2 separate regions of the Zea mays genome follow, and region 1 is linked to region 2. The links are chromatin contacts, called in public Hi-C maps. All regions are on one chromosome and are shown on one strand. Each heading gives the region's core, a stretch centred on a gene start, on an enhancer-like site or on the middle of the called end of the contact. The rest is flanking DNA. Distances are from core to core; before and after follow the strand shown.

What was found. Hi-C and Micro-C count contacts between places; a contact is called where the count stands out from the background.
Region 1: a contact with region 2 is called in a Hi-C map of ear, with 2.7 times the contacts expected there. The contact joins the promoter of LOC732806 here to the enhancer-like site in region 2. A contact is called at or near these places in 2 of 25 Hi-C or Micro-C datasets (ear and leaf).

Annotation. Positions count from the first base shown.
Region 1 is chr9:36,435,692-36,442,828 of Zm-B73-REFERENCE-NAM-5.0, reverse strand. LOC732806 (restorer of fertility 2) reads right to left here and starts at 1,712. Exons shown (of 11, transcript NM_001112421.1): 1 at 1,360-1,712. The coding sequence starts at 1,459.
Region 2 is chr9:36,107,039-36,114,583 of Zm-B73-REFERENCE-NAM-5.0, reverse strand. No RefSeq gene overlaps it. Among protein-coding and RNA genes, the nearest start is that of LOC111590253, 120 kb to the left of the region's middle. Within about 2 kb of position 3,748, at least 16 of the 20 cell types and tissues checked have an H3K27ac peak or open chromatin away from gene starts, as enhancers often do. A contact at or near this core is called in ear and leaf, where this site is marked.

The DNA of each region.
Region 1 (7,137 bases), core at 463-2,962, 330 kb before region 2:
TCAGCAATAGTGAATTGAAATTACCACACTATATTTGTTGAAGATTTTGTAGCAGAACAGAAGGAGGTTGGAACACATCATTTTGTGGCACTGGGCTAATGGCAATGTTGCGTAAAGCAATAGATGGAAGATGCTTTGTTCTGTTACATCAGAACTGGCTACCTTTGACATTTCACTAAGTTGATCATGAATTTCTTGACGTAAACAGATCATGGTTGTCCTTTACAATCTGTAGAATTTCGTGAGTGGCCAGCCACCAATAATCCAATATCAAGCAGTTGGGGGTAGCAAACAAAATTGCAGAGAACCAAAAGCTCTGGTTTTCCACAGTGCTGACAAGGACCGGAGGAAAAAATCGGCATCTTATCGTATCCCGGAAAATTCTTATCTGTGGAGCGGAAAAGTCCAAACACCTATTCAAGCCATGACTCTCAGTGTCAGTGATGACGCACAAGGCCAAGAAGTCACACATCCCGAGTCCTAAGGGTGAGGGCAAAGGTGGAATTGGAAATGGCCATAATTGCAGAAGGCACGCAAGACGATGGTGGGTAAAGGCGACGTTGGACAGAAGAGTCGAGTGGCCGATATCTCCAAGAGATGAGGACTGGTACTGTACACACAGCTAGTGGTAGACAGAGCAAGAGAAATGAAGATGAGGTGATCACTCAGAAGAACTAATTGTAGAGAGATTACATGAGAAAATCATGTATGTGTTTTTGTTTTTTTTTTAAAAAAAAGCGAAATCTACAAGGTTCAACCTTTACGTCAGGAGTCATCTATGGAGCAAAAGGAAGCCAGCCAAATCTGACAACAATCTAAAGGCGATACTAATTGTAGAGAGATTACATGTGAAAATCATGTATGTGTTTTTATATTTTTTTTGAAAAAAAAAGAAGGCGAAATCTACAAGGTTCAACAACCTTTACGTCAGCAGTGATCTATGGAGCAAAAGGAAGCAAGCCAAATCTGACAACAATCTAAAGACCGCACCTCTACACACGGGCATCACAAGTTTTAAACACCCAGGAATTCAGATAGTGATGCCTGCTCGACTGATCAGATCCAAAGCGCAACAAGAAAAAGATGACACCACACGACATATTTATCCCGATCCCCTTGAAGCGAACAAAGAAACCCGGGGGGAAACAGAGGTGGGGGCATGCGGTGGTATCATCATGAACAAAGACAAGATCAAAGACAAGATCAGGAACCCGTAATACAAAAAAAATAGAGAACAAAAAAATCCTGTTACGAACACGAAACAGGGACCGCCGCAAGACCAAAATCCATAGCAGTGTACTAGTGGTACGGGCATATTGTGAGGTCCAAGAAGCCCGGAGCAATGAATCGAAACAATACCTGTCCTGCGCGGCGCAGAGGGGGCAGCGGGCGGCGCGCCGGCAGGGGCCCTCGCCAGGAGGCAGCGGGAGACGAGCGAGGACGCGGCCCTCCGAGCCATGCGGGAAATTTATTGCGCCCGCCGAAAATCGAAGCCTCCGCTACTGGTTCCTCCGATCCTCCGCAGGCGCAGTAATGGAAGCGGATGTCCTCCTCTAGTACTTGCAGCAGTGCCCGCCCGCAGCAGGAGAAGCGGCAGGCAGAGGAGGTTGGTTGGTTGGTGTGGGAGTGAGGACCAGTAAGTAATGGCTGCCGGTGCCTGGTGCCTCCCCCTTTGCGGCTTTGCCCCCTCTTGCGCTTGGATTTGGTTTGGGCTTTTGGGATTTCAGGGCTCGAATGGGAAAACGAGGGTGTTTATGGCGTTATTTTAAGAGCAAGTTTAATAATAAAGTTTATTGTTAGCTTTAAATTCTTACTAGTCGGTTGCCCGCGACGGCTTACAACAATACCCACGTAAACTATCCATCAAAAAATTTCAAGATTTTTTATTGATTGTCTCCGCTCTCTGTATAATATATTTTTTGATTTGGCTAACTGATGTTATTGTTTACTCCATGCAAATATGTCTTGGTACAACACGGCCAATAAAGTGAGCGATTAGAAGAGAGTTCACAACGATTGACTGAATGAATAGAGATTATAAAATGACATAATTTCATCATACAGAGACCAAATAAGAGAGTTTATGAGATCAAGTTTCTAAAATAAGTCCCAAGTCAAACTTATAAAAAAGATAAATCAAAATATGGAGTGATTGCTAAAATCAGGCATCAATAAAACTGGATACGCTCCATATAACTTATGCTACTTCATAGCAATTACTAACGTTTAAAACCAACAAATAACCTTTCATTTTGTTGTTAGTGTGACAAATCATTGCTGCTCCATCCAATTCAGCAACCTCAAACACCATGTAGTCCATTGTGGTCTCAGAAACGACCTAATGCTTTCAAGAGCCAAGAACGTCGTGTCGTGCTTGGGCTGTAGCCTCGGCCCGTAGTGCTGGCCCGGCCCGACACGATTATTTTTCTATTTTACAAAAAAACGTATATACCTATATACAATTTATATTCAATATTAAAAATATCTTAGTGTGATGTTCTAGTGGTTAGACAGTTTCACCTAGTGTCTCCTGCACTTCTTCTATCAGGGGCATGTGTTCGAACCCCACCTCCTGCACCATTTTTTTAATATTTTACGCTGATTTAATTAAATGGATCGACGGGCTAACGGGCTGGCCCGACACAGTTAGCAGACCGGCATGAAGTGTTTGTGCCATAATTGTGGCCCGCGTGCCGATTTAATTAAATGGATCGACGGGCTAACGGGCTGGCCCGACATAGTTAGCAGACTGACATGACGTGCCTGTGCTATAGTTGTGGCCCGCATGCATCTAGCCCGTGTCGGGCATCGTTTGGCATCTATAGACGTGCAGCAGATTAATTTGAAATAGCTGTGAGGGGTTATTTGTAGCTTTAAGTATAGTATAGATTATATCATCTAGAACTAGAACCAATAATAAACACACTTATATAATAAAGCTGATTTTAAGGTTGGCTCTTAGATAAATCTCTCGTCTTTTTCTTTTTCATCATTTTATCTTTAAACTCATGTAACACCTAGCTCTTACATAAAACATTACTCGCTCTACTTTTTAATGTCAGGTTTAGAGCTTATTATTATACTTGATCTGAATGGATATATGATGAGGCTGGCGCTGTGGATGGGATGGATGTGGGGCCCACAAAAGGGTGGTGGGGTGTGTGAACTACTAGCTGCACCAGGCCAGCAGGTTCAGATGGTGAGGCCGTGGACTTTTCTAATTTAAGGGAAGAAAAAAAAACTACCTCATCTTCATTTCTGGCCGTTGAAATTATGGGATTAACCAAGGAAAGCAGTAATTATGACATTGGTAGTAGGATACTATGGTGAAATTAGTTGTCGCCGGCTGCAAGTATGTCCGTGGGCTAGGGCATATTTGGATCTATGAGTTAGGCCTACTTACTAGTTTGGACAAAAAAAATAATAATTTAAATTAGTTAAGCTTAGGTAGTCATGCTTGAAATTGGATCTATGAGGTAGCAAGTAACTATTAGTTAAAAAGTTATCATCTAGAGAGAGAGAAAAAATCATTTTATGAAATTCTGTGAATCGCCGCCTAATCGCGTTTGTAGTCATGCTTGAAGTGGGCGGGCTCACACAGAGAAAGCGTTATGTACCGTCAGGCAGTGCTGTCACGTACAGAAGATTAGCAGCTAAAATATTATATCCGTCGACATACAGCATATCTATATCTGACTTGACACATAAACCGTATCCAAATATATATTGGCTACAAAACAAAGAAAAAATGTGAATGTATTATATTATTGAAATATCGTCAATTATTTGTAAATAAAGGTAAACAATTATAATAGAGCAAGAAAAGAACACTAATTAATAGTCTAATAGTCATAGATATATTGAATATATGAGTATTTTTATAATAATAAATGAAAACATATGTGTTCTTAAGACGGCTATAAATTACTCTACAAATTTGTAGCTGTAAGGGCATTACAATCCCATTAATTATGGGGTCTCTAGAGATGTAAGTGAAAACAAAATCAAGAGACGAGCTCTTCAGGAAGAGTTTGTCTCCACACGACTATCGATACATATTGTCTACTAACTGCACTTATGATCTATAGGATCAGAATTGTATCATGAAGTCTCTTAGTTTTCTCTTATACTAATCGAGCCAATAACTCAAGGTTATACACGCCCTAAGGGTAACTAGTCAAATGCTTATGCATCTGTTGAGCACTAATTTGAGCCGGCGGACGGTCCGGCCCTGAGGGCGGACGGTCCGCGGTCCGAACAGTCCGCGCCTGTGGGCCGGACGGTCCGCGCAGGCGCAGAACATATTAGGGTTCCGAGTTTCTTGCTATGTTCATTGGCGAGAATCTCGGGATAAACTCGGAGATTTGTTTGTAACGGGTCCAGCCTCACTCCTCTATAAATAGAGAGGTATACGGCCGATTTGGGAGAACGAATCGAACCTTCAACCAATACAATTTATATTTTATCCTAGGAGTAGTTCTAGTCTAGTTTAGATTTAGTCTTCCAATCCCCAAATCCTCCGCTTCTCTTCGACTCTACGTCGATTAGAGTAGTCTAGGTCAATCTACCCGAGCCTAGACACCACCTAGGATCTCTACTCCCCGACGGGGTCCCTCCTGGGAGCGAGATCCAGGCGCCGCCGGCGATCCTCCGCCGCCCCTGCGCACGCGCGGACCGTCTGGCCCTAGGGCGCGGACCATCCGGCCGTCAGGCAGGGAACCCTAGCTCCTGCGCCAGGTCGCGGACCGTCCGGCCCTGTGTCGCGGACCGTCCGCGCCTGACCAGAGAGCACCGCCACGGTTCTTGTTGAGTGTTTGGCGCCTCCAAAAAGGCCTTTATATGTTCAGGCTTCATTGGTTTATTTGAGTGGGTTGTCATGACATTTGGCCTAAAAATGCTGGTGCTACTTATCAGAGAACTATGAATTTGATCTTCCATGAGCTGTTAGGAAACACTGTGGAAGTCTACATTGATGATATTGTGGTCAAATCGGTTGAGTTTAGTTCTCATATAGCTGATTTACGCAAAGCCTTAGATAAAATGCGTCGGTATGGTTTGAAAATGAACCCACGTAAGTGTGCTTTTGGAGTGTCGGCTGGTAAGTTTTTAGAATTTGTCATCCATGAACATGGTATAGAGATAGACCCTGACCGAATCAAGTCTATTCGGAATGTGGGACCTCCGACCTGTAAGGTCGAAGTACAGAAGTTTCTGGGCAAGGTGAATTATTTACGAAGGTTTATTTCTAACCTAGCCGGGAAGATTGATGCATTCACCCCTATTCTTCGGCTTAAGAATGATGCCGAATTCGCTTGGGGGGCAGAACAGCAAGAAGCATTTGATCTCATTAAAAAATACTTATCTTTGGCTCCCATATTAAAAGCACCACGAGCAGGAGTACCATTCCGATTATACATTGCAGCTGAAGATAAGGTCATTGGGGTTGTTCTGACACAAGAGACTGAAGGAAAGGAGCATGTGGTGACATATCTAAGTCGGAGGTTGGTGGATGCTGAAACGAGGTACACTTTTATTGAGAAGTTATGCTTATGCTTGTTTTATGCATGCACCAAATGTAGATGTTATTTACTGTCTAGTCATTGCACTGTTTCTGGTCAAGCCGATGTGATCAAGTATATGTTGCATAACCCAATTATGAGTGGTAGAATTGGTAAGTGGGCTTATGCACTCATAGAATATGACTTGGCCTATGCACCAAATTCCTTGATGAGTGATGAAGTCTACCGCCGAACAGTCAACGACGTCCTGCTTAAGTGCTTGGGCCCAGATGATGCTATATTAGCCATGGCCGAAGTACATGAAGGAATTTGTGGTACCCATCAACCGGCTCCAAAGATGAAGTGGTTGTTGCGAAGGTCTGGTTTTTATTGGCCTAATATGATAGCAGATTGTTTTAAGTACTACAAGGGTTGCCAAGTGTGTCAAAAATTCGGCGACCTACAGTTGGTCCCTGCAGCCGAATTACATCCTATCATCAAGCCTTGTCCTTTCAGAGGATGGGGGTTAGACTTTATTGGGGAAATTCACCCTTCATCATCAAAGGGGCATCGGTTCGTGTTAGTTGCCACTGACTACTTTACCAAATGGACTGAATGTTAGTCTGAATAAGATTTGTCACGTGTAATCTAGTTGGAACATTTGTGTTTACGTTATCTAGTCTTAGTGGCGTAGCTTTGTGGGTGATCAGTGTTGTGCCTGGCACCACAAACCGCTTTGGTGTTTGTTGACCCCGTCGCACTCGCGCTGCGCATGCACATGATCTGCGTGATCCGAAAATGGTGGAGATCATGGGGCACGATGGCGACGGGGTGGAGGGCTTTCAAGCCTGTGTAAGCACCGTTCATTTATTCAGTGAAAAAACCCAAAAAAGCTGCGGCACATTGCGCAGGCAAAAATCATCTGTTCTAACCTGTGTGTGTCCGCGCGCTCAGCCTTCCTCGCTCTCGCTGCAGTCACCACACCTGTCTGCGTTCGCCGTCGCGGCTGTACTCGTCGCTCGTTGATCCGGCCGGGGATCCAACATCTGGTATCAGAGCGCGGTTTATGTTCTACGGTGGATCTGTCTGTCCACCGCGAGAACCCCAAGGAAGAAGTTCGTCGTTCCTTGGAGATCGCCTGTGAAGGATCAGGAGATGGGTGACACCAGGACCAGTTCAAGTGCGGCGTCGTCCGACATCAAGGAGAGTTCCCTGGTATGGCCTATGTTGACTTGATCGAATTATGCAGAGTGGGCCATGTTAATGCAGATTAACTATGAGGCAATGGAAATCTGGGATGTCATTGATCCGGGAACCACTGTCAAGCGCTCGCAAGATCGATAGGCAATGGGTGCTCTGATGAGATCTGTGCCAAAGGAGATGTGGGGAACCCTTGGCGCCAAAAGGACAGTGAAGGAGGCATGGGAGGCTGTGATGAACATGAGGATTGGAGCCGATCGAGTTAAAGAGGTAAACGTGCAGAAACTTTTAAAAGAATTTGAAAATATTGAGTTCAAAGATGGAGAGAGTGTTGAGGATTTTGGGATGAGAATAACAAATCTTGTTGCCAACATCAAGTCACTTGGGGAATCTGTTGATGACACTCGGGTAGTAAAGAAGTTTCTGCGAGTTGTACCAC
Region 2 (7,545 bases), core at 2,499-4,998:
GGTGTTCATGTGAAGTGTAAGGCTGATCAACAAATAATGGTTAAAGCTGACCATTTCTTTAATAAGTTGGTCAAATTTTATTAGCAGTTACTAAATGTAAGTATATACCAAACCAGAGTAATAATAGATCAAAATTAATAATAAACCACAATGCGATGCAAATGACCAGTTAAATTGAATTTCATAAGTTACTCCAGTGAGGGTTCCTACTGCTCATGACCGTGAGCACGGCTGATATACCAGTTTTACAGTCTACAGAGGTTGTGCATCTTTACCCACAAGTCATGTTACCCATCTGCCAAGGGGTCATGAATCTCATACACCTCTACCAAGGAAGCGAGGCAGGGTAGCACTACGAGGCCTTTACAGAGTTCCACTAGCTTCAAAAAACCCGTTATAGTTCTAGGGAGCGCAGCATAGGAATCCCTCGTCTGAAAAGCCATCGCAGCAAAATCAACCTGAGAACCGACCACTCCCCTACGGCCCTTGCCCCTTTCGGGTAAGGTAGTCCTCCACTATCTTTCCTAATTTCTCAGCCAAGGGCGTCCCATACCACCCTTGTGGTAGGACTGTTTTCTCAGGTGGTCGCTCCATTTTCCAATTAACATACTGATCTTGTCATGAACAGTAAATAACAAATTGATAATAAAAGCATGATCATGAATAATGTGTATCTTAACACCCAAAACCACATATAGCAATAGAAGGTACTACCCAAAAGTTCAGTGGTAAACAAGGTATAAAGATAGCCAAACTGGGGTGACCTATTGGGTCCCATCAAAATTAACCTATACAGATCATAATGATTAACATGAACATTATTGAGTAAATAGAAGTGATCAAGGGCACAACTTGCCTTCAACGAGCTCCTGCTCAGTATTTGCCACCTGCTGAGTTGCTGGGTCCTCAGTCACTTGCCCGTCTATTCGCAACAATACAAGCAAACATGGTACATGAGAAATTAACATCACACCAAAGATGATAACATACTGCATAATAATATTCTACGCATCGAAACGAGATCGTAGGTTCTAGAATCACTAAATTCGGAGTTATGGTTAAAGAGTTATGATTTTCTGAAGTTTTAAATGCTTAATATAGGATAAATTAAGTGTATCATTTTACTCTATGTTTCATGATGGAATAGAGTTACCAGATTATAAACAATATTAAAACAAAATTAATGCAACTGGAATGTATCAAAAAGGAATTAAAAATGGATATTCTATGAATTAAACAAGTTCCAGAATTATTTTTATACTAGAAAATCATTTTCTATATTAATTTACATAATTTATTAGGTTTATGGACTGCACACATTATTTTTGAGAATTTCAGGGTTTGTTTCATAAAAATCATGGACCCCAAAGTGAGATTCTTCGCACAGGTTGGGACTGCAGGTTCATAACCTAAAATTATAGGGCCACTTTAGCAAAATGGCATTGGTCAACGGCTACTTCTAATATGGATCATCTGATCTAACTCCAACGGATAAGATTAGATCGGACGCACAACGAAGCGGTACTCGCTGACAACTGCTGGATCCAAGATCCATGGCTTAGCCTTGTCCACGCACAACTCGTACTCGAGCCGATAGATCGGATCACAATGGTCACGATTCAACCCCCCTGAATCGGTACCCGGCTGCTAATCTCAGCCGCCCGCGCGGTAATCGGCGGTTAGAAACTGCCACCCGTCGCCACCGGTGGCCAGAGCGGTGGTGCCCCCACATGACGGCGACGCCATTACGGGCGTCAACTAAATCGACGCGACAGTGGCCCAAACACCATACCGAGCGGTGCCGAACGTAGCTAGGGATCTAGTGAGCTCAACAAGGACTTCTTACCAAAGGATCGCGTGGCGCAGAGGTCCAATACCAATGTCTTGCAGCACAGTGGTGATTTCCCAACCCCGACGAGCAATTCCGCACGCACAGACGTCACGTAGCCGCCGAGCCCTTCCCCATGATGTCCGCTGAGTTGCCTCGGTCACCTAGGGAACTCCACACCAATGGATAAGGGAAGTAGGCATCGATTTCTAGCGGTGGGTTGACTCCCGGATCGCCTCACGGCCGAGGGGTCTGACGGTGGAGGGATCGGGAGACGGGATGGTCAAGGGGGATGCGCGAGTCAGGCCCAAGGGTCCTGGCTTTTAACCCTGAGCACGGAGGAGGCCGACCCGATTTCCTCGGTAGCACAGCGCAAGGTGGTTGGAATAGCTCGTCCGCAAGTTGGGGACAATCCTGACAAGAAGGGTCCACTCGTAAGCGACCAGCACTACTTCCACTGGACAACACGCGCGGAATCAGTAGTTGACTAGTGGGTCCCACTCTGCAGTGGCACAAGGTGCGTGAGGTGGACTCTTACCGCATGGCCCCAGGTGTTAGCGAGGGTAGCAAATGCAAGGGCGACCGACCTCCTAGGCCCCACATGTCAGCGTCTCATATAAGCTGGGCCGCGCGGTAGGTGTTGTGTAAGGCCAGAGCGAAGTCCTAGGCCCAGGTCGGCGTTTTATGTTTTTCTTTTATTATTCCTGTTTTGTATTTCCTTCTAAATTTCCAAATTTTGATATTTGAATTTAAATTTTTGTTGGTAAGTTTCTTGCACAGATTAAGTGCACAAATAGTAGTATCATCATGAATAAATATATTTATATATATGTATATTTTCTTTAGTGCATATCCCTTTCTTTTGCTTCTCTTTCCTTTTCTATCTCATTTTCAAATTCTAGATCCCAATTTTGGGTAATCCCTAACTTCATTATTAATATATTATTATTATTAAGTTCACAAACAAATAACCTCCAACATGATGCATGGATTATTTATGTTTCCTTAGTCGACTTATCCACTTTAAACATGACCATTCATAAGTTCTAATGGACAGATTACAATGCATATATGGAGATTGATTCTTCTCTTTTATTATCCACAAGTTGGGTATTACACCCACGCCAGATCCGAACCCGGCCATAGATCATCAATCATGCGGTGGTGATTTAATGTGGACAAGGGGTACACCCCGTTCTAATCCTATCCGCTCACTCCCCATCCAACGGCTTCCAGCACTTCTTCTCCACCAACCCTAGCCGCGGCGGTGTTTAGAGTCCCGCGGTGGCACCCTCGCCGGAGATAGCTATCTCGGCACGACAGCGCCCATTCCTCATCGAAACTACTGATACGTGAGACGGAGGTCCAATAGAGAAAGTCCCAAACGACTTACCAGTTATCGTGCTTCACAGGACCTTGGCTACGAGGATGGCGGTTCTGGGTGGTTTAATTGCTCCGGCGAGAAATCCAGTGGTCACCACGGGCCCTTTCATCGAACGGGTGCAGCGGTCACCTTTGTTGTGTCGTGGTGTAGCTTTTCTTTGGCTAGTTCTTGAAGGACGATATCTGCACGTTTCCTTGGTGGCGGCAGCCTACACATGGCATGCGGCGGCTCCCTCACCCTCTACTTCGGCACGGCGACGATGTCACTACAGTTTGGTGAAGGTTGGTCTTTATACCCTATAGCTAGGCTGTGACAAGAGGGAGTCCGATTGAGATGGGATGGGGCGTGGCTGAGAATCCCGGCGGCTATGGCGAACTTCTATTGCGATTCGGACTCAGGGACAACGATGGAACTGACCAATGGGTCCCACCTGCAGAGAAGCAAGTGCACGCGGAGGAACTGGCTAGTGGAGCCCACAGATTAGCGAGCGCGACGTCTATTTCGCGGGCGTAGGGAGACCGATAAGTGGGCCTAGGCTGTCGGCCGACTAGATCACTTGGGCCGTGCCGAGAGGAAAGTGGGCCGACACATGGGAACAGTGTCGGGTCGTGCCCCAGTTTTGGGCCCATAATGGTTTTGGAAGTTGTAACGCCCTGAATTTGGGGTAGAATTTTTTCTTCTTTAATACTCACCAAATTCAGGCGTTACTTTCTTTTCTCTTCCCATTTCATTCCTTCTTCCCAATTTCAAAGCAGTATAGCGACTGGTGTCCGTATTGCGTGTGAACAAAAACCTAAGTTGTCATGGATGTTGCATCATGCCGAAGCATATTTCTTTTGTCTGATGTCGTGTTTAATCACGTGTTCGCCTCGTCTCATTTTGGATTCTGATCCGCGATTGGAATTCCGATCAGTGGTTGTGTGTGCCGTGGGATTTTTCCCGCGACCCAGCCCGGCCTGGCCCAACTCGGCCTGGCCCTGGCACGTGCGCCCCTGGCGCCCCTGCCTCTCTCCATGCATGCCCCCTCTTCTCTCTCTCTTTCCCTCATTCAATTTTCCCGCGCACAACTCCCTCTCCTCCCACCTCTCTCTCTTCTCCCTTGTGCCTTATGTGCTCCGGTGACGGTTATCGCCGGATTTGGATCCCTGACGTAAGCTCTCCCCCTCCCCTCTTCCTCTCTCTCTTTTTCCCTTCCTCCCCTTTCCCCTCTTCCCTGCGCGTATCCCGCCCTCCTCTCCCCTGCTCGCTCGTTCCTGGAGGCGCGACCCACCCCTGCGCGTGGCTCCTGACCCCAGCGGCGTAGCCATCCAGGCCCCTGGCGGCGCGGTCCGCCCCTGTGCGTGGCTCCCGGCCCCGGCGGTGCGGCCGTCCCGGCCCCCTGGCCTCCGGCGCGCGGCTCCCCCGGCTCCCGGCGGCGCGGCCGTCCCGGCCCTCGGGCGCGGCCCCTGGCCCCTTGGCGCGGCCGTCCCGGCCTCGGTGCGCGTGACCCCTGCATGCACCCCAGCGCGGCTCGCATGGCCTCGGCACGGCCTCGCGCGCCCCCGGCACGCGCAACGCGTTCTCGCGTGTGCAGCCCCACGCGCGTGGTGATTGGTTTTTTGTTTTAATTAATTTTAAACTTTGTTTAATTAACGTGTTGCATCGCTCGCTTCGTCGCGCGGCGAATTAGTTTGATTTTAGATTCTATTAATGTGCTGCGATGCGCGCTTTGTCGCGCGACGATCCATTTTAATTTTAGATTATTTAATGTGTGGCATCGTGCATCCAGCCACGCGATGTTTCGTTTTAAATTCAGTTTAGATGACGTATGCCGTCATGCGCTTGAAAGGGAATGTGCCCTTGGGCCATTTCCAAAGTATTTTGGTGATTAAGTGCCAACACAAAGTGAGTGAGTAATTATGTGCCAAATGATGGATGAAGTGCAAATCAACACTAAGGTATGATTCTAGACTTAGTACATTGGTTTTTGTGTACTAATATATTTGTCTAAGTGCTGGAATCAGAGAAAAGAGAAGAAGAAATGAACTTGGCTCGAAGCAGCCAAGACTCAGCTAAGTCTGGCACACCAGACTGTCCGGTGGTGCACCGGATAGTGTTCGGTGGTGCACGGGACAGTGTCCGGTGCGCTAGGCTGGCTTCTGGTGAACTGGCCACTCTTAGGAATTCGTCGGTGGCATATGGCTATAATTCACCGGACTGTCCGGTGAGCCAACGGCCTCCAGCGCAACGGTCGGCCGCCAAATCCGCGGGCGACGCGTGGCCCGCTCCAACGGCCGGGAAGTGATACCGGACTGTCCGGTGTGCACTGAACAGTGTCCGGTGCTCCAACGGCTACATTTCTGCAACGGTCGGCTGTGCCATTTTAGGAAGGCAATCTGCACCGGACATTGAACAGTAGTTGTCCGGTGGTGCACTGGACTGTCCGGTGCGCCACCCGACAGAAGGCAAGAATTGCCTTCCCAGATTGCTTCCAACGGCTCCTAGCTGCCCTGGGGCTATAAAAGGGACCCCTAGGCGCAAGGAGGAGTCACCCAAGCATTCTTTGATCATCTCTAAGCACCAAGACTCCATTCTCGTGCATTCGATTCTTTGTGATAAGTGACTTGAGCTCTAGTTGAGTAGAGAACTCCCCGCATTGTGTTGTGAGCTCAAGTTGTGGCTTGTGTGCGTGTTTGTATTCGTGCTTTGAGTCTTGTGTGTGTTGCTCTCCCCTCCCTTACTTCCGTGCTTCTTTGTGATCATCAATTGTAAGGGCGAGAGGCTCCAAGTTGTGGAGATTCCTCGCGAACGGGATAGAGCAAAAGAAAGGAAAACACTGTGGTATTCAAGTTGATCATTGGATCACTTGAAAGGGGTTGAGTGCAACCCTCGTCCATTGGGACGCGACAACATGGAGTAGACAAGTGTTACTTGGCCGAACCATGGGATAATCACCGTGTCTCTTGTGCTTGTTTTCTTCGTGACCATTGTGTTTCACAAGAGCTTGGTCCTTAGCCACTTGATTCTATTGAGCTAACACTTAATCAAGCTTTGTGGCTACAAGTGTTTGATTTTTACAGGATCACCTATTCACCCCCCCTCTAGGTGCTCTCAATTGGTATCAGAGCCATTCTCTTCACACAAGGGACTAATCGCCCGAAGAGATGGATCCTAAGGGAAAGGGGATGGTTGTCAACGACAAGACAAAGGAGTCCATAGTTAACGAGCCAAGAGATGATAAGCCCTCAGACTCTGGCTCGAGTCATAAGAAGGAGGACAGGAAGAAGAAGAGGCGCATCAAGAAGATCGTCTACTACGACAGCGACGAGTCTTCTTCTTCCCCAAGAGATGACGAATACGAAGAGAAAAAGAAACCGGTTAATTCGAATTTTTCTTTTGATTATTCTTGTATTCCGTTTAATACCAATGCTCATTTACTTTCAATTCCACTCGGGAAACCTCCGCACTTTGATGGAGAAGACTACCCATTTTGGAGTCACAAAATGCGTAGTCACCTATTCTCTCTCCATCCAAGTATTTGGGAGATTGTTGAAAACAGAATGCTTTTTGATAGTACTGACAACCCCGTTTTCATTAATGAGCAAATCCATAAAAATGCACAAGCTACCACTGTTTTGCTAGCATCCTTGTGCAGGGACGAGTACAATAAGGTGAGCGGCTTGGACAACGCCAAGCAAATCTAGGACACCCTCAAGATCTCTCATGAGGGGAACGACGCCACCATGATCACCAAGATGGAGTTAGTGGAAGGCGAACTAGGGAGGTTCGCAATGATCAGGGGAGAGGATCCAACGCAAACGTACAACTAGCTCAAGACCCTGGTCAACAAAATCAGGAGCTATGGAAGCACGAGATGGATCGATCACGACGTCGTCCGGCTTATGCTCAGGTCCTTCACTGTTCTTGATCCTCATCTTGTGAATTCAATCCGTGAGAATCCTAGGTACACAAAGATGACACCCGAGGAAATACTCGGAAAGTTTGTAAGCGGGCGTATGATGATCAAGGAGGCAAGATATGTTGATGAGGCATTGAATGGCCCAATGCCTATCTACGAGCTTCAAACCGTTGCTCTCAAAGCAACAAGCAGCAGGGAGGTGCTACCTAGCAAGGTGGCGCAAGTTGAGGCGGCCGGGCTAAACGAGGATGAAATGGCCCTCATCATCAAGCGCTTCAAGACGGCGCTAAAAGGACGCAAGGAGCATCCCAACAAAAGCAAGACAAAGGGAAAGCGCTCTTGCTTCAAGTCCGGTAAGACTGGTCACTTTATTGCTAACTATCCCGATAATGATAGTGACTAGGGACAAGAAAAGAGCGGGAAGAGGGAGAAAAA